Linked DNA regions of Mus musculus: regions 1, 2, 3, 5 and 6 are each linked to region 4. Evidence: chromatin contacts called from public Hi-C, HiCAR-type and promoter capture Hi-C data. All regions are on one chromosome and are shown on one strand. Each heading gives the region's core, a stretch centred on a gene start, on an enhancer-like site or on the middle of the called end of the contact. The rest is flanking DNA. Distances are from core to core; before and after follow the strand shown. Region 1 holds the start of Sf3a3 (splicing factor 3a, subunit 3). Region 2 holds the start of Pou3f1 (POU domain, class 3, transcription factor 1). Region 3 holds the start of Inpp5b (inositol polyphosphate-5-phosphatase B). Region 4 holds the start of Akirin1 (akirin 1). Region 5 holds the start of 4933407E24Rik (RIKEN cDNA 4933407E24 gene). Region 6 holds the start of Utp11 (UTP11 small subunit processome component).

Region 1 (3,845 bases), core at 554-3,053, 960 kb before region 4:
TATGCAGGCAAATTACCCACACAGACAAAATAAAAACAGATTGAAAAACAAAACAAAACAAAAAAAACCAAGCCATAGGTCCTAGCTCTATAGCTGAGAATGGCCTGAAGCCCCAGGAAGAAACAGTAACCATTACTTACTTTGTGCCTCTTCACTTGGATTCTCTCGAGCCTTCAGCAGCTCCTCAAATTCCACTGACATTGGCACACAGATCTGAGGGAAGGAGAAGAGTTCAGGTGGGCCTGGCGATGTCTCAGGCACACACAGGCCTGGGCTTCTAAGACTTGCTTTGGCTTTGACCTTGAGTGTACAGAGCTGCCTACTTAGTGTTCTCCACTTCCCTTGCTGCATAGCCGGGCAGACATTGATTGGCACAAAACACAGCATGCTAAGGAAGGGCTCCTTTGGAGGAGGCAGTCCAAGAGATATTTTACGAAAAAGCTGGCATTGGACATGAATCCTGAAGGGGTAACGACCTCTGCAAGTGAACAGAGCACCACTGTGTTGGTAGATTTCAGGGCAGAGCTAGGTGCACAGTATATTGAGTAGGAGACATTCTTGTGAAGCAGCCCTAGTGCTTCACCGTGTTCTCTTACTGCAGAGGGATGCCAAGAGGATGTCACTTAACATGCAGTGAAGTGGCACGTTCTTTCTTGGAGTGACATCTACATGGCATAGCTCCATTTCCTTTGCATCTTTCCCTTTTGTTAACGGCCAGGTCTAAGGACACTAAGTTGGGAGGCCTTACCTCATTTGGGTGCTTCCGATGGAATTCCTTTATCTGCTTGAGTCTGTTATAGAATTCAGCGAACTCGTTGGGTCCTGAGATAGCATTGAGCTCCTCCTTCCGCAGTCTGCAAGATATCAACAAACCCGAAGAGCATAAAGCACACAGCCCATGGTCTCACCAGGGCTCCTCAAAAGCACTAATTGTTAGAAGGGATGTGACCGTCACTTACCCGTCCTTATCATCATACAAATCCCTCAGGTTCCCACTGACCTCCATGTACCTCTGAAACAGAAGCGCAAAGCCATCAGAATGAAGCAAATTTGTACCACAGGGCTAAGTAAACAAGAAAGGATGTCTTGGCAAAACCCAAGGAAAACTCATGAGATACATGGTCTTCAAAGTTCCACCACTTTTAAGAGACAGCTTGATCCCGAGGTGGTTGCATACACTTTTAATCCCAGCACTTGGGAGGCAGAGATAGGACATCTGATTAGGTACCCTAGAGGGGCTTGTCTAAGAACTCAGGGGTAGAAATCACGCAGGGCCACTCAACCTTCCCAGCCTGCACTTTTCCCGCCCAGCCCGACCCCAGGGGAAGCGGACGGCGGCGCACTCACATCTTGCATGGCCCGAGTGCGGTGATCGGAATTGATCTGGTCCCGAAGCTGCAGAAAGGCAAACGGTAACACATACGTTGTTACTTTGAGTTTAGCAGTTGGAAAGAGCACCCGAGGGGTGATGCGCTTATTGGTTTAGGTCCCAGGGGCTGAAGCAGGAAGATTGAGGGGCCCTCGGAGGACGTTAACGAGGCCAGAGTGCCGAGCCAGCTTAGGAGGAGGGTGAGGATGGGGCGCAGAGAAGCTCCGAGGCCAAATACAGCGCGAGGGCTCGGCAAAGGACCCAGGCCCGCCTCCTGATGCGGCCCGGACCACGGCTCACTCACCGTGGACTTCTTCGTAAGCATCTCTTTGGCCATAACATCCATAAGCCGTTCCTTCTCCTCATGATAGCGCCGTTGCTGCTCTAAAATTGTCTCCATTTTCCCTTGGCCACGGCGTTTCAAGGCGGACCACTAACACTGCCGGAAACACCGCCTGCCGCCTTTCAGCCAGCGTCTCAGCGCGCAGCATCCGGCTGCACCAAAGTTCCGCGTGTCCCGGAAGTGTCTTGGGGGACTCAAGAAAAAAGGAACACCACGAAGAGAGCAAGCGGGTGCTATCCGCGACCGTGGCTACGCTTCCCCCTGCTGGCTGGGGGTCTGAAGGAGCGCTGCCTCCGCGTTGAAAGCTGGCTGTCTCTAAGAAGCCTGCAAGAATCCTGTAGGCTGAGGTTGAGAGACAGCTGGCTTGCCCGGGGCTTGCTGCAGAAAGCTGGGCCGGCAGGGACACACTAGCAGGAACGGATAAGTTGAAGGATACAGAACGGAAAGGGGAACTGGAAGCAGCAGTAGTTTTCAGTGTGTGACCTCTGGTGATGTTTTCCCCTTGTCTGGACTTTAGTGTGTTTGTCAGTAAAGTGGAGATGGTGGTGGGTTTGTTCTTAATAAAACTCATACATATTTGAACACAACCTTTGTTTATTGGCAGAGGAGTCTTTAAGAAAAACGTGGTACACTCAAGCAATGATATGCTTGCTGTTCAGCACAGGTTAACTTCTGATTCTCTGTAATTCTTTTTTTTTTAAAAGATTTATTTATTTATTATATGTAAAGTACACTGTAGCTGTCTTCAGACACACCAGAAGAGGGCATCGGATCTCATTACGGGTGGTTGTGAGCCACCATGTGGTTGCTGGGATTTGAACTTCCGACCTTCAGAAGAGCAGTCGGGTGCTCTTACCCACTGAGCCATCTCACCAGCCCCAATTCCATGTAATTCTTTATTTTTCTGCTTTTCGCCTACCACTTGCTGGAATTACAGGTATGAGCCACCACACCTAGCCACTGTATGGCTTAGAAAATGAAATCTAGACTGCCTTTCCTTAAAAGAGGAGGAAGAGGAAGAAGCAGAGGCAGAAGAGGCAGAAGGTGGAGGCAAACAGATCTTTGTGAGTTCTAGGCCAGTTTGGTCTACATAGTGAGTTCCAGGACAGCCAGGGCTGCATAGAGATCCAGTCTCATGAAACCAAACCAAACGAAACATAAACAAACAAACAAACAAACAAACAGAGTAGGGGCAGAGAGTGAATCAGTATAGAGAGCTGGGATTACAAGTGTGTGACAGTGCATGCACCAGGAAAGAGGCATCGGCGCAATGCAAAGTGGCTCACACCCGTGATCCTAGCGCTTAGGAGATGGAGGCAAGAGGAGAACAAGTTCAAGTTCAGCCTGAGCTATGTGATAAGACTCTATCTCAAAACAACAAACAAACAAAACACATACAAACATACACATACACACATACATATATACATACACATACAATACATACACACACATTCACACACACATACACACACATACATATATACACACACATGCACACATACATATACACATATATACACACACACATATATATATACACACACATACACACACATACATATATACACACACATATTCACACACACATTCACACACACATATACACACATACACACACATACATATATACACACACACATATATACACACACATTCACACAAACATACATACACATACACTTACACACACACACACACACACACACACACTCCAAGGCACTGGGTTTCAGCATCAACACAAGGGACTCTGGCCAGGTGGTCGTGGTGCACGCCTTTAATCCCAGCAGTGAGTTCCAGGACAGCCAGGGATATACAGAGAAACCCTGTCTCAAAAAACCAAAAAACAAAAAAGAAAAGAAAAAAGAAAAGGGACTCTACTCCATTCCTACTCTAGGCAGAGAAGGGAAAACACCGACCCTGTGTTCCTGTTATTCACAATTCACAAAATCTCTATATAACCCAAGGGCCCATTAGTTGGGACTGGAGAGCTGGCTCAGCAGTGAGGAGCGTTTGCTGCTCTTCCAGAGGATCTGAATCCAGTTCCCAGCATGCAAGTCGGTGGCTCACAGCCACTTGTATCTCCAGATCCAAGGGATGAACAGCCCCGCCCTCACCCCACGCTGCTCACGC
Region 2 (3,707 bases), core at 642-3,141, 910 kb before region 4:
CAGGCTACAGGGAGTCCGCGCCCGGGAGAGCTGCTGGGGACTCTCCTCTCTTCGTCCATTCTCCCGGGGAATCCCTAACCCCGCACCGCGTTACCTTTCGCTGTGGGGAGGCCGCTGCCGGGATCCGGCCCCGAACAGCCCAGGGGCAGGGGCGGGGGTCGTCGAGGGGATGGGGATAGGGAGCAGGCAGTGGGCACAGGGCGCCCAGAGTGAGTTGGCGCATTCTGGATCTTCCGCTGCTCTCTCCCGGGACTCGGGCGACACAGCCTCTCGGCCGCCTTTCGCCGCTCGCTGGAGAGAGGGGTCGGTCCCGGGTGTTTGGTTTTGTTTAAAAGTTTCTGAGCTTTTTTTTTTTTTTTTTTTTTTCCTTTTTGTAAAATCCAAAGCAAAACCGAATAAACAACAAAAAGAGTCCAGGCCGCGCGCGCTAACTGCGCGCCGGAGGCACCGCTGCGCCGGCGGGGAACCCAGTCCGCAGGGTCACTGCACAGAGCCGGGCAGTGTGTGGTGGTGGTGGTGGTGCAGCGCGGCCGGCGGGGGTGGCGGGGGCGCAGAAGGTGGCGACGCGCTGCCCCCGCCAGGCCCCAGCTCCCCAGGCGCATAAACGTCGTCCATGGGCGGGTGGCCCGCGCCGGCCGCGGGGGTCATGCGCTTCTCCTTCTGCCGCCGGTTGCAGAACCAGACACGCACCACCTCCTTCTCCAGTTGCAGGCTGTCGGCCAGGCCGGTGATCTCGTGCGCAGACGGCTTGGGACACTTGAGAAAGTGGCTCTCGAGCGCGCCTTTGACACCCACCTCGATGGACGTGCGCTTCTTGCGCTTGCGGCCCTGCGCCGCGATCTTGTCCAGGTTGGTGGGGCTGCCGCTGGACGAGTCGGTCTCCTCCAGCCACTTGTTGAGCAGCGGCTTGAGCTTGCACATGTTCTTGAAGCTCAGCTGCAGGGCCTCGAAACGGCAGATGGTGGTCTGCGAGAACACGTTACCGTAGAGGGTGCCCAGCGCCAGTCCCACGTCGGCCTGGGTGAAGCCCAGCTTGATGCGTCGTTGCTTGAACTGCTTGGCGAACTGCTCCAGGTCGTCGGAGCTGGGAGCATCCTCGTCCGAGTGCTCGCCCACCGACGAGCCACCACCGCCCGCGCCCGGGTGCAGGTGCGCCGCCGCCGCGTGCAGGCCGCCCGCGTGTGCATGTCCGTGTGCGTGTCCGTGTGCGCCCAGGTGCGGTGGTGGCGACGGCTCCAGCTGTGCCTCGTGGCCGTCCTCGTGCAGTGCGTGGTGCAGGCCGGGTCCCGCGCCGCCGCCTCCCGCCGCCAGCATCCCGGCCAGGCCGCCGCCGCCGCCACCGGGGTAGGCCGCCTGAGCGTACAGCCCGAGCGGCTGGGGCTGGTGACCCCCGCCGGCCCCGGGCGACGGCGACATGGCGGGGCCCAAGTGGTGCGCTGTGCCGCCTTGTGCCCATGCCGCGCCCGCGTGGGCCGCCCCTTGGTGCACCAGGCGGGCGTGGAAACCGCCGCCACCGCCGCCGTCGTCAGCTCGGCCGGTACCGCCACCGCCTGCCTTGCCGTGTTCCAGGTGCGGGCCGCCCGCCCAGTCGCCGCCGCCGCCTCCTCCCGTGGGTAGCCATTGAGGGTGCGCTAGGCCCACGGGGTGGCCCGCGCCCGCGCCCAGCCACTCGTGGTGCATCAGCTTCTGCACTTCGCGGTACGCGGCCCCCGCGTGCAGCCGCTCGGCCGCCGCTGCCGCCGCCGCGGCGGCATCGGGATGCATGAGCGGCCCTGTGCCCCCAGCTCCGCCGCCGGGGCCCCGCGGCAGATACTGCGCGGTGGTGGCCATGCCGCCCCGCGCCCTGCGCCGCCCCGCCGCCGCCGCCGCCTCGCTCCGTCTGCGGGCCCCGCCGCCGCGCTCCGCCGGCTTAAAGCCCGGACCCGCTGGGCGCTCCGGAGCCCCACCCCGCCCGCCGCCCATTGGCTGCCCGCGGAGCCGCCTCCCGCCTCCCGGCCCCGGCCTCCTCCCCCCGTGCCCGCCCGCCGCCGGGGCCTGCAACCCGGAGCTCGCTATTGGGTCTCGCTCCCGGGGTCCCGCGCGCCGGCAGTGCTGATTGGCCGCTGGGGCTTCATTCATGACCCCCACCACCACCGCCCGCGTACACATTCACGCCCCGGGGGCGCGGCCGCCACGTGGGGAGTGGCGCGGGGGTGGCACTGGGACCGCACCCCCTCCGGTCCCGGCTGCGTGGGCCCCGCTCTCACCGCAGCGCGGGAGACTCGGAGCCCGGTCGGTCCCCACGTTCCACACAAGCTCAATTTCCGCCTGCATCCCACTGGGGCGGGCGGGGGATTGCGGGCTCCGGGAGGCGCTCGGGTTCCGAGCAGAGACTCAGCCCCGCACTCTTCCCTGCGCTGCGCCTCTGCCTGCGGGCCAGGATCCCGCGAGTCTGGGCTGCAGCGAGAGCGAAGCTGCGTGGCTTCCCGGCTCGGTACCGCGCGGCTGCTAACCTCCGGGGCCTCGCCTCCTGCGGCTGCCAGGTCGCATCGCGTTCTCCCAAGGTCTTGGTTTTCCCTCTACTCCCTCTAGACTCAGCGCCACAACTAGCTGGACCTCTGCAGTCCTGAAAGTGCAGCAGGCACGGACAGATTCGGATCGGCTTGGGCTTCACGCCTCTCGCCGGCTCGCCTTCCTTTCCCTGGGCACCGAGGCCAGGTGAGTACCGCGTGGGCAGTGCTGAGCCAGGACAGTGAGCCGCTGAGCCTGTACGCGGAGATGCAAGCTCCAGGAACCAGTTGGGCTCCAGGGTTCTGGAATGAGAGAACCTCGGGGTGGAGACTGGTTCCAGAGAAAGCGCCACCAGTGGGTGGGGAATGGACACTGGGCCCTGTCCTGCGCTGCTGTAGCCTTTTCGTGTTGTTTTCCTCCCAGCTGGAACCGGTGGTCTGTCGGCAGCGCTGGTTGTGCTGGGGTTATGCCGCCCGGAAACTTGCAGAATAGGATTTGTGGACTGACTTAGGGAAGGACAGTTGGGCACCTCGGAAATCCAATGTGCAGGCTGGCAGCTGGCAGCTGGCAGCTGTCTAGCCTCCCGTGGAGTCAACTCGGACTTGTCTGATAGGGAATTGAGTTCGAGGTGTCCTTGTTGGAGAAGTGGACAGTGGGATGCGGCCAACTTCTTCATCCCTGTCCTTGTTTTGTGTCTCTCCTAAGGATCCTGAGTGGAGGGGGCCTCAGTTGGAGCTGGTGTGTGCTTCCTCAGTCTGCATGCCTCCGTACTTCTGCCTATTCCTCTGCTGGGCTTCTGTACACTGCTAGACCTTCTTCTGCTTCAAAGTGATTCAAAGATTTCTGGGTGCCGAGCTGGGGACCTAGCTAGGACCTCACTGGACAGGAATCTACTCAGGACTGTAGAATGAAGCCTATGTATTTGAAGACGAGAGAGAGAGAGAGAGAGAGAGAGAGAGAGAGAGAGAGAGAGAGAGAGAGACAGAGACAGACAAGGGCTCTAAAGGCAGCTGCTGTGGAGATCATCTAAGAGTGGCTGCGACAGAGTTGACAGTGACAAGAGTTACCCTGTCCTCTGAGCCCTGAATGTCCCAAGTTAAGCACCTGCTAATGGAAGAAGAGGCCAGGGTTGTCTGACTATTTGCCATAGTCCTGAACAGGCATTTTCTACCTGCTGGAGTTATGATGGGTTCCTGTATCTGAACCCAGGTAGGGAT
Region 3 (4,164 bases), core at 1,159-3,658, 990 kb before region 4:
AGTTTTCTCTAGAGTAAAAGCCCAGAAGCTGGATCTTTCATTCTACCTAGTGGGTTCTGGGACTCGAACTCGGAAAGTTGGTCTTGACAGCAAGCACCTTTCTCCACTAAGCCGTTCCACCAACCCAAGAATTTTCTCTTTTGGTTTGTTGTCAGTCTACGGCTTGCCTAGAACTCACAATGTAAGTCCAGACTGACCTCAAATTCAAGGCAATCCCCCTGCCTCAAGCCTCCCACATGCTAGGATTTCAGGCACCTAGCATCACTCCCATCCAGGCATGTTCTCGTTCATCTTTCTGTCTTTGGAACCTGTCCCATTGACCTAACAGGGACCCAGATTGAAAGGGCTACTCACCAAGGATGTAGAGTTCACCATCTGGGGACACTGAGGGAAGGAAACGAGAATGTCTTTAGCAACTGAACATCCCTGTCCCACCCACATAGCCACCACCCTCCCTTACAGTGAGGGCAGAGATGAGTTGGGGGCCACCCAGAGGAGAGCATACCACCCGGCCCAACTGGCACCTTCTTCCAGCATAAAATCTTTTGAGAGTGGCACTATCTGGTCCAGAGATACATCGTCTCCTGTGATGGCCATCCTCCGGTGTGTATACAGGAAGAGACTAAGGGCAGAAATGAGTGGAAGGCCCAGCTTAGAGTGCTTGTGGTCACCTGTGGGTCCCTAGTGCTTAGCTGGCAGTGCCCTAGCCATACGCATGGCTCAGGCCCTTTCCATGCACAGTGTCCAGTGATGCAAGAGCAGTACACATTCCAACCATCTCTTCAACCCCATCCCTTCCCTTTTTGAGGTAGGGTCTCACTCTGTAGCCTAGGCTGTGCTTAGAATGTAGCCCAGGATGGCCTGGAATTTGTGACAGTCCTGCCTCAGCTTCCTGGTGCATGTGCTCGCTCGTTCCCAGTTCAACCCTCTGTACTTTACTCTGGGTAAATGGAGCTATGAAGAACAATTTGCATAGGATTGCAGCATCCGGATTTAAACTCGGGCACTCACACAAACTCAAAATCTGGCCAAGTTTGATATAACTGCCTCTCCTCTAAAAGCTTCCACATCACATCTTGCTGATTATTAAAGGCTTAGAACACGGTGTTCCAGAACACTATCATTGTGTTAATTAGTCTAGGAGACTCAGACAGAATGACTGAAGTCCAGCTGGAGGATACTGAAGAACCACCCATGGCCCACACAGGCAGTCTGAGCCCTACTTACGCATGCTCCTGGGCGTCATTTTCCAGCCGGTACCTCACCAGCCCGAGCAGGCGGCTCTGCCGGCTATCTCCCTTACACAGCACACCTTGGACTGCCTGCTGCTCAGAGTGAAGGGAAACTGAAAGCCAAAGGGCGAAACTCCCCATCCGGCCCACTCCACCACGCTGCCTTTCCCTCTCCCACTGGCAAACGACTTCACCTCTCTGAGTTTTCCTCATCTGCAAAATGGGTATAATAGTCTCCAACTTTGCAGCTGGTTGAGAAAATAGCTACCTATGTAAAGCACCTGGTAGAGAGACCAGAGCCAAGTGAATACTTGGTAAATATTGGTTTACCTTTTCCCATATGGCTTCGAGAGAAATTTTTCCACACCCTCCATCCCACCTCCCAAGGCTGAAGCAGGCACGATCTGGATGGCAACCTACAACTGGGAAGGATATGATGACGCAGTATTCCCCCTCAACCAGGGTCTCCTGGATTGCCACAGACTGGTCCATGCTGAGCTGTCAAACCCTGGGGTAGGGCAGGTGGGAACCTCCCATTCCGTATTAGAGCTGCTTCGGGGGGCTGTGGGGATGAAGAAAGGGGCCTTTGTGGAGGGAAAAGAGAGAGCCTGGTCATCTCTCTTCTCCTTCTGGCCTTCCCCGTCTTTCCTACAATGGGTCTCTCAACGTTTCCAGAAAATGGGTTTCTACCCCTTTGCCCCTTGCTCGGTGTCGCCCCAGATGTTCCCAGTGGAGTTCAGTATGCTCTCTGGTCTCCTTGCTTCTGGGTACAGCTCTGATGCCCTCTTCAGGGAGCAGTTGTGGTCCATCTGGCTCTTCTCTGGGAAAGGTTGGTGGTGTGTCCAAATAGGGGTAGGGAGACAGCCTTCGCCTCAGTCTCAGCTAGGAGGGTCTTATTCTGGAGAAATAACCCAGCCCCGCTGCTCTTTCCTCGGAGCCTGTGGGTGTCCCGTTGCTCCTTGCCCCTCACCCCACCCAACAGGCCCCGTTGCATCAGCAGCAGGTTAGGAGTGTCCATTCTGGCACCCACAGGACAAGGGCCCCAGCAACCAGCTTGCAAGCCCCCTCCCACTCTGCACTTATTTCAGATCCTTGTCATTGCAGCCTACCTCCCGAGCTGTCACCGGTGGGCCTGCAGGACACCTCCGTTCCAGGGCAGATTAAGGACTACATTTCCCAGCGGCCCTGGCGTCACAGGACGGACAGCCAGCCTGCAAGTCCCAGCATGCCCGAGTCGGACATGGACGAGTAGGTGGGTCTCCCCGCCCTTACTCTATTTAAAAATCTAGAATCTACAGTCTGTATTCAAGCATACTCGGGCGTCCCAGTTCTGGAAAGCCTGCGTGAGGAACGCCTTTCTCAGCCCACTAAATCAAAGGGCCAAGGCCCATGTCCAAGGCAGAAGGAAGTGGTCATGTTACCCTAACGGAAAAAATGATGTTAACTTTTATTTTCAAGTTAAGTCCATCCTCAACTCTTCACATGCAGAAAGGGACAGCTTTCTATTATTCTGAAACACTTCCAGATAACTACCGTGCCCTGGCTTCATGTATGTCACCTTCTCCACTTGCCAGGTGGAGAAACGGAGGAACAGAGAGACAAAACTGTTTGACAAAGTCCGTAGCCAATAAGTGCTGGGTGCCCAGAGGGAAGTCCAACTCCAATTCCTGTGTCATTTTCCCGTCTAGGAACTGCTAAATGTTCTTAAGACCTATCTAGCTTTTCTGTCAATGGAACTTGAAATGTGTGGCATCTTTATCTGTGACACAGTAATGACAACCACCAGGCAGCGCGGAGGACTCTTCTTAACAGCGGAGGACGATGTGGCCCTCTTGGCTCTTTATTTCTTTAAAGATCTGTTAGTTTTTAATTTTTTGTGTGTATGTGTGTGTGCTTGCATGAATTTATGTGCACCGTGTGTGTGTGTGTGTGTGTGTGTGTGTGTGTGTGTGTGTGTGTGTGCACGCTCACCTAAGAAGGCCAGAGGTCATCAGATCCTCGGGGCTGGTGACAGGAGGCTGTGAGACACCTGATGTGTGTGGTGGGAACTGGGTCCCAAGAAAGAGCAATATGTTCTCTTAACTAAGGAGACATCTCACCGCAATGCCCAGATAGACAGCCCTGAGCAGGTTTTGTCCTCAAGCCCCTTAGCCACATTCTATTGGCCATTTACCCTGACAGGAACTATTCTCTTCCAGACTCCATTGTTCCCTTCTAGGTAAAGACTATATATAGCTAAACCGGGGATGGTGGCACACTCCTTTAATCCCAGCACTCGGGAGGCAGAGGCAGGCGGATTTCTGAGTTCGAGGCCAGCCTGGTCTACAAAGTGAGTTCCAGGACAGCCAGGGCTATACAGAGAAACCCTGTCTCGGAAAAAAAAAAAAAAAAAAAAAAAAAAAAAGACTATATATAACTCAAGACAGGACAAAAGAAGCTAGCTCAGACGAGAGAGTCTAGAATGGTTGGTTTTTTCTCAACTGCTGACTATTTCGGTAAGCTGGATCCCTGAGGACTGGGCTGAATCTTGCCCTTACACTCCTGTGCAGTTTCTGGTATAGTGGCTCTGAGACTTTCATTTATTTATTTTGAGCAGTCCTGAGGATGGAGCCTAGGAACCGGAACCCAGGGCCTCACAGCTGCCAAGCAAACACTCCATGACTGAGCCACATCTCCATCTCAGAACATGTTCACCCCAATTAGTTAGCTTTACTGATTTAAGATTGCTTCTCGCCGGGCGTGGTGGTGCACGCCTTTAATCCCAGCACTCGGAAGGCAGAGGCAGGTGGATTTCTGAGTTCGAGGCCAGCCTGGTCTACAAAGTGAGTTCCAGGACAGCCAAGGCTATACAGAGAAACCCTGTCTCGAAAAATCAAAAAAAAAAAAAAAAAAAAAAAAAAAGCAAGCAGTTGGGCCAGTGTTGCAGAATGGA
Region 4 (3,724 bases), core at 874-3,373:
TACCACCTACTTGTTTGGCTTCTGAATCATCTAAAAACCACCTCATTCAACAATGTGGTCTATCAACTTTCAGAGATAGAATAATAATTACCACTTATTCATTGACTAATATTTATTCCGTGTCTATTCCTGCCACATTCACTGTGCAAGTCGTGGGGAAATACAGATGAATAAAGGCTTCCTTGTTATTCTCAAGGAATGTATGGTTTTGAAGCACAGTTAGACATATATTCAAATTACAGCTTCCTCCTTTAAAACACTAATATTCCAAGGCACACTCAATGTTTTAAAGGATCACAGAGTGACTACCAAAGCACGTAGCAAAACCCTACTAAGAGAGGTGTGTTTAAAATGACTACCCAAGGGACATACTTTTCAAGTCTTCTAATCGTTCACTTTGGATCTGTTTATACCACAAGAAAACAATTTACTTGATGCTCTTAGGTCCCCTTAAAAAATAACCATCGTGAAGTGGCTTTTCATGTCCTTGGCTTTTATTGAACATAGAAACAGCCATGCAAGCGGTCTTAAAGGCTTTATTACATCATTGTTTCCTAATAAAGTCATGACAGTCTACCTTTGGAATTAAAGTGATACACAAAATGATGGTCTGTGTCCTCTGGTGAACTGGTTCCATTCAGATAACACCTATTCATCATGACTATGGTTTCATTTTTCTTTAGCCTTCAAGAAGCTCAGAACTGAATTTTAAATTCAGTCATTTACCACCAAGATAATTGTGAGGTTTTTTTTTTTTAAAAAAAACTCTAATGTTTTATTTCTAGATTTTAGTTTAAACCACGTTACATCTATATTGACAATAAATGTGCTAAAATAAACTTAACATGGGTAATGTGCCTAGGGAGGCTTGAATCCCAATATGGCAAAACAAACAGAAAACCAGCAATTTGGTATGCTGTGCTGTCTTATATTTTACAGAAATAAATGTGAAAGTATATGACCTATGTTATGATCTTTAAAGAGTTTGTAGAAACGGAAGAGGACTCAGAGAAAAGCAACCAAAACGAACAGGAGGAGAAGGAAGAAGAGGCGGAGAAGGAGGAGGAAGATTGGAGATAGTATGCCTTTATTGTCTAACCCCAAGTGTGTTGAAGTACTGTGACAGCCATCTTGGCAATTAGAAATGAGTATCTAAAATTTGGACTGTTCTAGAAAAATCTGTTACAGAGATAATGTTAAAGCCAGATTACAGGAATCACAGCCACTAATATACAAATAATTACAGAAAGGCTTTGAATGTGGAGGTGTTGTTCTGATGACTCTATTGATGTATTTGAAAGCACTGGAGTTACTCCCCAGGAAAATTACAACCAGAGTTCCCTAAAGCAGAACCTCCCTGTTTTCTATTCATTTGCTGAATATCAAAAGCATTTTCCAGCCAACAGTACGGCAGAGAATCTCGATTGACCCGAGGAAGAACCAGTCTGAGTTGCCAAGTCGGATGAGGAAGCCAACTGCCAAATCAGCTATCAGGGGAAGTTCCTAACACCCTGGTATCACTTGGTTAGACAGTTTAAGCCAGTGAGTTTTCTGGTAGGATTGTTTTTTGTTTTTTTTTTTTTCCTTTTAATCCTTTTTTGCGTAACACATATCCATTTAGTGATCCGATTAATGGCCGGGTCATCTATCCCCAAAATACATTCATTTGTAACACACCTCCCCTTCCAATTTTGCCCATGATTGCACAGGGTTCGTGGATTAAATAAAGTCTATCCTTAGATAACCCGGTTATGTTTGTGAAGATTTCCTGGGACTCAAGACAAAATCCTTTGATAACCCTTTAGAATCACCTCTTTTATCGGTCACGCGGCCAAGGGAACCCCGGTCTCCCAGGGTCTCTCCCATCCCCCGCCCCCGAGGCCCCTGCCGCGCAGGTGCGAAAGACCTCCCAGGCCACTCCGGCAGAGAGCGTGAAGGGGGGGGCCCTGGGAGGGGCGGGGGCGGGGGTGTTGCTAGGCGACCACGCTCTCCGCCCAGACCGGCCTACTTCTTCCGCAGGGGGCGCCATGGGCCGAGCCCAGGCTCGCGGGCCTCCCGGATCGGCCCTTTTCCGACTTCTTCCCCTCTGCCGGGCGGTGGCGCACGCCCGTGACGTCACAGGAGGCGGGGCCAGCGCGGCTGCCGGGTGCCGGAGGCGCCATTGGAGCCGGCTTGGCTTGGGAGCCGTAGCTGAAGAGTTGGATCCAGGGCAGTCCTTGCTGCCGCGTCTGCGTCTGGTCTCTGGCCCTTCCGCGGGATGGCGTGCGGGGCGACACTGAAGCGGCCCATGGAGTTCGAGGCGGCGCTGCTGAGCCCCGGTTCCCCGAAGCGGCGACGCTGCGCCCCTCTGCCCGGCCCCACTCCGGGCCTCAGGCCCCCGGACGCCGAGCCGCCGCCGCTTCAGATGCAGACGCCGCCGGCGAGCCTCCAGCAGCCTGCCCCACCCGGCAGCGAGCGTCGTCTTCCAACTCCCGGTAACCTGCGCTGCTGCTGCGGACTTGGCAGGAAGCCAGGCCCGGGCGTGGGGGGCGGGGAGGGTGCGGGGGTCGTGGACACCGGCCGAGATCACCTCCGCACCCCATATCGGCCTTGGGAGAAAAAGGAACTGGGGTGCTGCTGGGCCCGGTTGCTTCCGGGGACGAGAGACATCCGGGAAGGGCAGTGACCCCACAGTGTCGGTTTTCGGGTTTCCTGGAGCTGGAGAGTCTGAGGGGTGGGCACCAAAATGAGGTGGGGATACCCCAGACCGCCGAAGGCTCTTGGTGTCCCTGAAGCCCCTCCTGCCTCCGCTTGTGCGGAACCTCCCGGGAGATCCAGTGGGCCATGGAAAATTGGATTCTGCTCACGAACCCAGCCATGAGTGGGGCGGGAGACGGATAGAGGGGAAGGGGCGTGAGCGTATGTAGCGCCGCAAGGTGCTTTTAGGAAGACTTGATTTCTAGAATTCTTTAGGGAGCAGAAGCCATGGAATGCAATTTCAACCAGACTATTTCTTAAGAGACGGACTGACCTTGTTTTATCGTGTGGCTATTGTCTTGTTTCGGGTATGGCTTGAAGTGGGTAGTTGGTTGGCTAGTATTTGAGAATCCTTAAGTATACAGAGATTCTGTACTCAAAATTCAAATATCTAATACAGTGACTCGACTTGAGTAAGGCACTTCGTTTTAGACAAGGCAAAAAGAAGGACTCATGGGGCAGTAAAGATGCCTATCATATTGCAGTAGGAGGAGGGAACGCGCTTCAGCACCCATATTCAGCAAATTAGAGGGATCCCAGAAATAATCCCTCAAAAGTGGATTTGGCCAAGTTGTTTCTTTGTTTTCTTCTTATTGTTGTTCCTCAAGCATTAGGAAAACCTGCAGTCCCTTTAAATCATTTTTCCCCCTTACATCTTGCAGTCTCTAGTGCCTCTAGTTTTCATTTCCTCCTTCCTGTGCTTAGCCCCTCAAGGATACTGCTGCCACCAGCAGTCCTCTCGAGCTTTACCTGTGTTCACGTCGTCGTATCATCCATTTCCTTTAACTGTGGCTCTGCTCTTTCCACTAGACCTGCTTTCTCCATCTTTTCCTTGAGGTTGTTAATCTGAATAGTCTTTCACTTTGCTGTTTTGTGACAGTGTCTCACTCTCTAGACTGGCCTGGAACCCACAGTGTGGTCCAGGCCTGTCTTGAACTCAGCAGCCCTCCTGCCCCAGCCTCACAAGTGACTGGAATTACAGACTTGT
Region 5 (3,632 bases), core at 762-3,261, 820 kb before region 4:
CGTGAAGCACAGGGCTGGGCACTCGGCCACGCATGAGCTCATGTGCCGGGAGCTTCAGAATTCCCACTGACACCAGTGTCGGAGTCTCTCGGCAAGCTCCGGGAATGGTGTGGCCGCTCCTCTGGGCCCCTTCTCACAGTGTTGGTGGTGTCTTAGGAAGACCAGACCCCTCTGTTCCTGGAGGACAGATAAAGGAGAGCATTGGCCCCTGATTGTGCCTAACTGCAGCTCCTCCATGGAAGCTGTCTACAGCCTTGGGCCTAATGGGTTAATAGAGAGAGGGGGTGGGGAGGGGATAAAGTACAGAAGGGGACACCTAGACTGAGTCAGACAAAGATATCGGGGATTGATCCAGGTCTGAGGATGACATTGAAGGTTTCCTCAGGGGAGCACAATAGGCCTTGGGAGGAGGGTGTTGGGGCAGGGGAAGGGCTGTATGGCTCAGCAAATTATTCTTATTGTCATCTTTTATTGGTGGGCTGTGTTTGAGACAGGATTTATCTTCGTAGCCCTGGCTGTCCTGGGACTCACTCTGTAGTAGACAAGACTGGCCTTGAACTCAAGAGATCTGCCTGCCTCTGCCTCTTGAGTGCTGGGATTAAAGGCATGTATCACTACCTGGTACTTACTATCCTCTTTTATTTTCATTATATTTTTGTAGTATTGGTGTTGGAATCTAGGCCCTTACAGATGTTAGGCACGTGCCTTATCACTGAGCTACACACCCCCAACCCCAAATCTGGCTCATTGGTTAGGTGCTTAAAAAAAGGACCGGCCAGCAAGCAAGTGGGCTGAGTTCATACTATGATATGGAAGCAGACAGACACCCTTCCATCTCTGAACATGTTTACCCTAGGATATCGTGGGAGGAAAGAGCTCCCAGAACATTTCTAGTTTGGGAAATTGCAGGTAGACTAGCTATACTCCAGGGGGGGTCTCCTTAGTTTCCCCATCTGCAAAATGGGGGCAGTGGGTTCTGGCTATTTGCAACATTGCAGGATACTGTTGGGAGGGGCTCCACCACTCAGAAGTACCCAGGAGCTTCTTCAGAAAGCAGTATGTTTAGAGCTTGTAAGAAATATAACCGATCAGGGTTCCTGAGACCCCAAGAAAGCTATACTTTTAGTTTTCTCCTCTCTCTCTACTATTTAGCCACCCCCCAACACTGAAGCGCTTAGATGGAGCCTGGGGCTCTGAGCTCAAGGGCCTTGAATTCCTCTATTCCCCCACCCCCACTTCTGCATTCCCCCCCTTCTACAAGGGAACTATTAATTGTAATTTAAGCCTCCCAAGTTAAAAGCAGCGTGTAGATTCAAAGATTCTTTCATGGCAATTACACATCGTTTCTGGCTGCACTTTAGTGCCGGGCTTTTATCTGTTGTTCTGGGGGAATCACTTACCGGCCAGAGCGCCAAGCTTCACACAGATTTCTCCCTGATTATGTTTAATGGCAAAAGGAGAGTTAACTCTCCGCCCTCCTGAGCAGTGACAGGAGTTCCCCCACTTGGCCAGACACAGCAGGGAAGAGCCGGGCACTTGGGAGTTGCAGGCACCTTCATGTTCAAGAGTCATTTGTACAAGGCTTTAAGGGGACCCGTGTGGTTCAGGGCAGGCAAGGAGCGTTTGTTGATGTTTTAAATGCCAACAGCAGCTAATTGCTTACTCTACACATTCCATAACAATGGGAGACCTCTAGGTACCAGGCTCTGGGCTGGCATCATCTCCGTATTTACATTGCAAGGTGCTGGATCTTTATGGACATATGGACAGAAAGACAGACAGACAGACAGGCACACACACACCCCACCTCCATATGCAGGGACATAGCATTTGAGCCCTCATCTCAGTCACAAATGTCCACTTGGACACTTTTCACACAGAACCTTCTCTGCTCACGTGTTTGCCGGCCCCTCGCATAGTTTGAGAGGTCACAGGAACTTGTTGTGAGTCTTGGGACAGCATGGGATGGAAATATAGAGCTGGGTCCCTGTGCCCACTTCCACTGTCCTCCTGACCCCCAACTGTCATTCCCATTTGGAACTCTAGCCTTTGTGCCTCAGCTGGGTAGCCATCCTGTGCTATGGGTGTGACTGTCAATTTCAACTACAACAGCGTTCACATCAGGTCTCCTCTGAACCTTCTCCAGTGGGTTTTTCCTTGTCTGAGGTCTTGGTGAGACCTTCCATCTCAGGACAAGAAAAGGTCATGGTTATTCTTGGGTCCTGTGTTCTCTTCACTTCCTGCACCCAGTCGTTGGCCAAACATGCTGGCTGCACTTTAAAAGCGTACCTCTGAGCCCCCTTTGTCACCGGTCACTGCCACCCTGGTACATCCTCCTCAGCTGGCTCTCTGCAGTGACTTCCAGGCAGATGGCTCTGCTTCTGCTCTTGGTCTCTATAGAAGTCTGGGGAGGGTTCATTTCAGACCAGGTCCTCCAGAGGACCTTATAGTGGCCAGCAAGTTCTTATGTGCACTGTTCTGTGTCATCCCATCTCACCTAGTTTCCACGTGGGTAACTCCCTTACAACCACCTTCAAGTCTTTGCTCAAATATCACTTCTTAATGAGGTTGTCTCAAGTATCTTCTTTGATTTCACAGCCTGCTGCCTTTTGGGGCCCTGCCCTCTGATCCTTCTTCCTCTGCTGATTTTTGCTTCTTTTCTTGCCGTCCTCTCCCTCCCCTAGAAGATACCCTTCCCAAAGCAGGTTGAACACACAGAGAAAGAGACTGTGGTAGAGAATTTCCCTTGGAGGGAGTGTACTGGGAAAGGCTCTCAGACCTGTGAAGGAAGCAGCCCAGGACAGAGGAAGGGCTGCCATCTGATGCAGTCACAGCAAAGGCTGGAGCTGATGTCCAGGGACCTGGGATCCAGGGGAGCTTTCAAAGTGGCCAGGCATTAAGACAGGGCATGGACATTTGTGATTCTCTACTGAGCAGACATGGGATGAAGGCTCTCCTAGGGAAGGGAGTAGCCGTAGGTGAAGCAGCTCCCTTTTCAGAGCAGTTTTGCAGAGAGACTGCTGAATGGCCATCCATCAACACTCCCATAACAAGGGAGAGGAGTCTCAGTTCCAAAGTGGGGAACTGGGGCAGACCAGAGAATCCATTATACACTTAAAATATACAAATGAGTATTGACATATTATATTCATTATTTCTTTTTCTTTCCCGCTCTATAGGGAGTTACACGAGGGAACGGCTGTTTGTGGCTACAGCTGCATGAGGTTTCTCAAGTGCTTGGGACAGTAGGTCCTCCATAAATGTTTCCTGAATGAATGAATGAATGAACGAATGAGCCAGTTCAATATTCTCTCTATGTCTCTCTGTGTCTCTGTCTCTCTCTGTCTCTGTGCCTCTGTGTCTCTCTCTGTCTCTCTCTCTCTGTTTTTTTTTTTAAAGACAGGGTTCTCTGTATAACAGCCTTGCCTATTCTGGCATTTGCTTTGTAGACCAAGCTGACCTCAAATTCAGATATCCTCCTGAGTGCTGGGTCTAAAGGCATGTGCCACTGTGTCAGCTGCTGGTTCAATCCTCAGTGTCCTTATTTGCCTCAATCACCACCCTAACTGGAATCTTGGTTCCAGTTCTGACACCAACCAGTTGCACAAACCACAGACAGGTCTAGCTCCTTG
Region 6 (4,025 bases), core at 690-3,189, 940 kb before region 4:
CTTCAGGGGACAAGGCAGGAGTGGATACAGCTACCATCCGGTCATTCTATCAGATAGCTAAGCTTCTTGAGATGTGGCTAGGAAGGTAGTACCAGACTAGATGATGAAGTAGCTTGTTTCCAAGGATGACAAACCAAACAGAGTTTTCCCTCACACATGTGGACCTAACTGGGCAAAAAAAGATCAAGTGTAGAGGCAGGAAAGAGACTTTTTGTACTGTGACCTTTTTCATATCCACTTGTCCCCTGGACTCTCTGAAGAGGGCTTCCATGTGTTCTTCAGTAGGAGAGACTTTACCAGGGTCAGGTAAAATGGATGCAATTAAAGAGTCTGGAAGCCTGTGTCGTGGTACATGTCTTTAATCCCAGCACTTGGCAAGTGGATGTCTGTGAATTCGAGGCCAGCCTGGTCTACATTGTGACTTCTAGGACAGCTAGGACTACATTGTGACATCCTGTCTCAATAAAACAAAAACAACAAGGAGCTGGCTGAAGATTAGTCTCCCATAGTGGAAAAGATTCCAAATGCCAACAGATGAAAACATACGGGGGTGGGGTGGGGGTGGGGGTGGAGGGTGGCAGGCATGGGGGGGGGGAGAGCACAAACAAACCCAAACATTGCTGTGATGCTTGGCTGGGTCCAACTCTCTCTTGTGCTACTTAAAGGTAGCTTTAGTGGTGACAAAAATAACAGGATGGCTGGGCACACTGTCACACACTTGTAATCCCAGCTCTTTGCAGACGCAAGAGATCACTGTGAATCTGAGGCCAGCTTGATCTATGAGTGTCAGTGCAGCCAGGCCTACATAGCTAGACACTGCCTCAAAACATCAAACCTAATCAGACTAAGTCAACCCCAATAAAACAAACTAACAAAACAAAACAAAACAAAAACAGAAACAAATCAATTTTATTGTGAACCTGCTAACAAGTAAACCCAACATTAAGCACTGAAAACATATGTCTTTTAAACCTCAAAATCCTGAGGGTATAGTATTATTTTATTATTTTACAACTAGATGTGGATACCAAGCCTCAGCAAAACTAACTTTCCTTGGTTAAGAGCAGAGCTGGCACCAGAACACTCCCTCCACAGTTCGCGGCTCTCTATCCATCACATTAACTACCTTATGTTAAGTCGGCCAGCTAGACGCACAACTTTGATGGCTGTGAAGGACTCGGAACTTTATTGCTATTAGATGATTCTTTTCTACTCTGCTTATAGATACAGTTCTGCCACTCAGAGCCCTTGATACTCCTATGAGCAAGACCAGTCTGCTATTATTATGTTCGTTTTATGGGTGAGAAAAATGATGCTCTTTAAAGTCAAGCAATCAGCTCAGAGCCACGCAGCCAGAAGTCAGCTGAGGAGCCAAATATGGTTTTAAAGTACTCTTTCTAGTATACTGTAAGATTCACATTATTTCTAGTTTTTGGTTTGTTTGTTTTTGTTTTGTTTTTAGACTGCGATTTATTTTACTATGTAGCCCTGGCTGGCCTGGCAATCACTATGTAAGACCAGGTTAGCCTTGAACTTACAGAAAATTGCCAGCTTCTACCTCCAGAGAGCTGGGGTTAAAGGTGTGAGCCACGTTCTAGTTCTACTTAGAATCTTAACCCACACCAAGTCTCAGGTGACAGCACATGCGCACACGCAAGCCGAGCGTAGCCAGAGAGCAGTGCCAGCCATGTGTTCCCAGATGCCAACGTGCGGCCTGGAGCGAAGTCTAGGTCTCTGGACCAGTGGACGTTCTCTGCGAACCGAGAGCTGTGAAAGAATCCCAAGACTCTAGCTTTGGAAACTACATCTCCCAGAACCCTCCGATTCAGGCCGCTTGAGAGGGGCTGTATTTCCGGTAAAGCAGGCTTCTGATAGGCTGCATTGCAAGCCGCGTCTTGGGCCTGCTTCCGGTGTCTTGGCGGACGCGGCGGGGTGGGTAGTGCTGTCGTGGTGGTGGAGTTTGCTGAGCATTTCCTAGACCTCAGTAGGCATGTCGGCGGCTTTTCGCAAGGCAGCCAAGACCCGGCAGCGGGAACACCGAGAACGAAGCCAGGTAGGCCCTCGCAAGCCTCAGGGGCGCCTGCAGTGGCCCCCGCCCCCTCGCTGTCCCTGCATCCGGATACGGGACAGCGCATCTGCCTTCAGTCAATACCCAACACATGGGGCCTGACCCCAGCGTGCCTTGTCGGGGAGACCCAGGGACAGGGTAGGAGGATTGTCATTCTCTACGGTAGAGGGTCAGTGGGTAATTGAGTGAGGCAGGGTGTGCTAGAGGCCTTTCCCTGGGAACTTGAGACCAAAGTCAAAGGAATGTAACCGAGTGACCAGCGACAGTAGGCGCCTCACAACCGACGCATGCCCGGGTGTTCCTAAACTGGGCCCAACTTTTGGCATGGGATTTGCGGTTCGTGTAGATCTGTCATATGCTTCCCCCTAAAATCGTGGCACTTTCCTTATCCCTTCTGGAGAATGTCTTGACCATTTACAAACTTTGCTGGACCTCATAGCCCAGGTCTATAATGGCATCTACCCAAGAGGCCAAGGCAGAAGGATCCCAAAATCGGGGCCTGTCTGGGTCACTTAGACCTGACTCAAAAATCTAAAAAAATTCTAGACATAGGCCTCAATGGTGAACTGCTTGCCTAGCAAGTAAGGGCAGTAGGCGTAGTCCTTGGTAAGAAGAAAAAAAGGAGGGAAGTGGGGAGTTCCCCCACTTAATTTAGTTAGAATAAATAGGTGTGGATTTACTCAGGAGAATGTGTTAGGGTTTGGATATGCAATACAAATAAAGATGTATGCAGAATCACTTTATCCACTTTGCCATTCTCAGAAATTACATCATAACTGGTTCAAACAAGCTTTTAACAAGCCTTGGAGAGAGGGCTTAGCCGTTAAGAGTACTCGGCTGCTCTCTCAGAGTTCAAATCCTAGCACTCACATTGTGGGTTCACAAATAGCTTTAACTCCACTCTAGGAATTCCACCACCCCCTCTGGCCTCCATAGGCCCTGCACTCACATTCATTCATATTCTTTATCTCTCTCTCTCTCACACACACACTAACTTTTTTTTTTTTTTTTTTGGTTTTTCGAGACAGGGTTTCTCTGTATAGCCCTGGCTGTCCTGGAACTCACTTTGTAGACCAGGCTGGCCTCGAACTCAGAAATCCGCCTGTCTCTGCCTCCCAAGTGCTGGGATTAAAGGTGTGCGCCGCCACCACTGCCCGGCCACACTAACATTTTTTAAATTAAAAGATTACTGAGTGTGAGTGTGTGAGCGGGTGTTTGTGGGAGCACATCCTGGGCCAGGGTTGTGATTTGTCCGACATCCTGACGTGGGTGCTGGGATCTGGAAGAGGAGAATCTGTGTTTAACTGTTAAGCCGTCTTTTTACTCCTCAAACAAATATTTTTTATTATTATTTTTCTTTTCTTTTTAAAGGCAAGAGGATCAATAGTTCAGGGAACGCATCAGATTTTAGGATGTTCTGGGCTCCATGAGACAGGATCTCAACAAAACAAAACAGGCTGGGAAAGTGGTGCAGCTAGCAGATGTGCTTGCCGCACAGCCTGGCAGCCTGAGTCAGACCCTCAGGACTCATTCACTAAGGGGAAGGAAAGAGTGGACTATTTTTTTTTCTTCTTTATTTTTTGAGATTATAGCTTCATTACAACGTTTCATCTTTCCCTTTGCGACCTCTATAAACACTCCCATGGACCACTGCTTGGTCTTTCAATTTCATGGCTTCCTTTTTTTTGAGAGTGGACTCTTTAAGATGTTGTCCTCTGTCCTCCACGTATGCCATGGCATGTGCACCCACGTGTACACATTCATATACACAAAATGAAACCCAGGCAACAAGAGACAAAACCCCATATACGCAGCCAAAGGGCCTGTAGAGATACCTGCTTTACAGATCCTGAAGAAAAGGACGCGATCTCAGAGACCATGCAGCTGACTAATGCTGTAGAGTTGAGGCCTCTTTCTCCTTCTCTTTTTTCTTACGGGGTTTAAAAATCCTTTTCTA

Evidence for each region. Promoter capture Hi-C pulls out the DNA fragments that hold promoters and counts their contacts. A called contact is a pair of places that touch in the nucleus more often than the background predicts. HiCAR-type assays count read pairs that join an accessible place to other places.
Region 1: a contact with region 4 is called in a HiCAR-type map of astrocytes, with 5 times the contacts expected there. The contact joins the promoter of Sf3a3 here to the promoter of Akirin1 in region 4. A contact is called at or near these places in 3 of 39 promoter capture datasets (cranial neural crest, frontonasal cranial neural crest and hippocampal neurons), 5 of 484 Hi-C or Micro-C datasets (B cells, CD8 T cells, cerebral cortex and 2 more) and 8 of 115 datasets of contacts at active chromatin or transcription factors (astrocytes, bone marrow-derived macrophages, cardiomyocytes and 5 more).
Region 2: a HiCAR-type map of astrocytes shows a contact between it and region 4, with 3 times the contacts expected there. The contact joins the promoter of Pou3f1 here to the promoter of Akirin1 in region 4. A contact is called at or near these places in 3 of 39 promoter capture datasets (cranial neural crest and liver), 1 of 484 Hi-C or Micro-C datasets (embryonic stem cells) and 3 of 115 datasets of contacts at active chromatin or transcription factors (astrocytes, bone marrow-derived macrophages and large pre-B cells).
Region 3: a HiCAR-type map of astrocytes shows a contact between it and region 4, with 4 times the contacts expected there. The contact joins the promoter of Inpp5b here to the promoter of Akirin1 in region 4. A contact is called at or near these places in 5 of 39 promoter capture datasets (the 3T3-L1 cell line, 3T3-L1-derived adipocytes, embryonic stem cells and 2 more), 4 of 115 datasets of contacts at active chromatin or transcription factors (astrocytes, bone marrow-derived macrophages, embryonic brain and 1 more) and 1 of 9 other capture datasets (adipose tissue).
Region 5: a contact with region 4 is called in a Hi-C map of adipose-derived mesenchymal stem cells, with 4 times the contacts expected there. The contact joins the promoter of 4933407E24Rik here to the promoter of Akirin1 in region 4.
Region 6: a contact with region 4 is called in a promoter capture Hi-C map of liver, with 4 times the contacts expected there. The contact joins the promoter of Utp11 here to the promoter of Akirin1 in region 4. A contact is called at or near these places in 16 of 39 promoter capture datasets (the 3T3-L1 cell line, 3T3-L1-derived adipocytes, the C10 cell line and 10 more), 8 of 484 Hi-C or Micro-C datasets (B cells, CD4 T cells, CD8 T cells and 5 more), 13 of 115 datasets of contacts at active chromatin or transcription factors (the 230-238 cell line, the NIH/3T3 cell line, astrocytes and 9 more) and 3 of 9 other capture datasets (adipose tissue, embryonic stem cells and liver).

What each region holds. Positions count from the first base shown.
Region 1 is chr4:124,712,819-124,716,663 of GRCm38.p6, reverse strand. Sf3a3 (splicing factor 3a, subunit 3) reads right to left here and starts at 1,803. Exons shown (of 17, transcript NM_029157.3): 1 at 1,674-1,803; 2 at 1,348-1,395; 3 at 960-1,012; 4 at 749-854; 5 at 141-213. The coding sequence starts at 1,769.
Region 2 is chr4:124,655,830-124,659,536 of GRCm38.p6, reverse strand. Pou3f1 (POU domain, class 3, transcription factor 1) reads right to left here and starts at 1,891. Exons shown (of 1, transcript NM_011141.2): 1 at 1-1,891. The coding sequence starts at 1,830. The coding sequence ends at 481. It overlaps Gm2164 (predicted gene 2164), which reads left to right and starts at 2,050. Exons shown (of 11, transcript NR_168006.1): 1 at 2,050-2,697.
Region 3 is chr4:124,740,094-124,744,257 of GRCm38.p6, reverse strand. It overlaps Inpp5b (inositol polyphosphate-5-phosphatase B), which reads right to left and starts at 2,408. Exons shown (of 24, transcript NM_008385.4): 1 at 2,342-2,408; 2 at 1,668-1,794; 3 at 1,228-1,322; 4 at 525-622; 5 at 355-384. The coding sequence starts at 1,724. It overlaps Gm12915 (predicted gene 12915), which reads left to right. Exons shown (of 4, transcript NR_151694.1): 3 at 2,337-2,484. It overlaps Gm32117 (a long non-coding RNA gene), which reads right to left. Exons shown (of 2, transcript XR_376640.4): 2 at 4,153-4,164. Mir698 (microRNA 698) reads right to left here and starts at 477; the gene lies at 369-477.
Region 4 is chr4:123,748,698-123,752,421 of GRCm38.p6, reverse strand. It overlaps Akirin1 (akirin 1), which reads left to right and starts at 2,123. Exons shown (of 5, transcript NM_023423.3): 1 at 2,123-2,474. The coding sequence starts at 2,258.
Region 5 is chr4:124,567,558-124,571,189 of GRCm38.p6, reverse strand. It overlaps 4933407E24Rik (RIKEN cDNA 4933407E24 gene), which reads right to left and starts at 2,011. Exons shown (of 3, transcript NR_045819.1): 1 at 1,897-2,011; 2 at 1-177. All of the region lies in intron 1 of Gm2164 (predicted gene 2164), which reads left to right.
Region 6 is chr4:124,691,468-124,695,492 of GRCm38.p6, reverse strand. It overlaps Utp11 (UTP11 small subunit processome component), which reads left to right and starts at 1,939. Exons shown (of 8, transcript NM_026031.3): 1 at 1,939-2,053. The coding sequence starts at 1,991.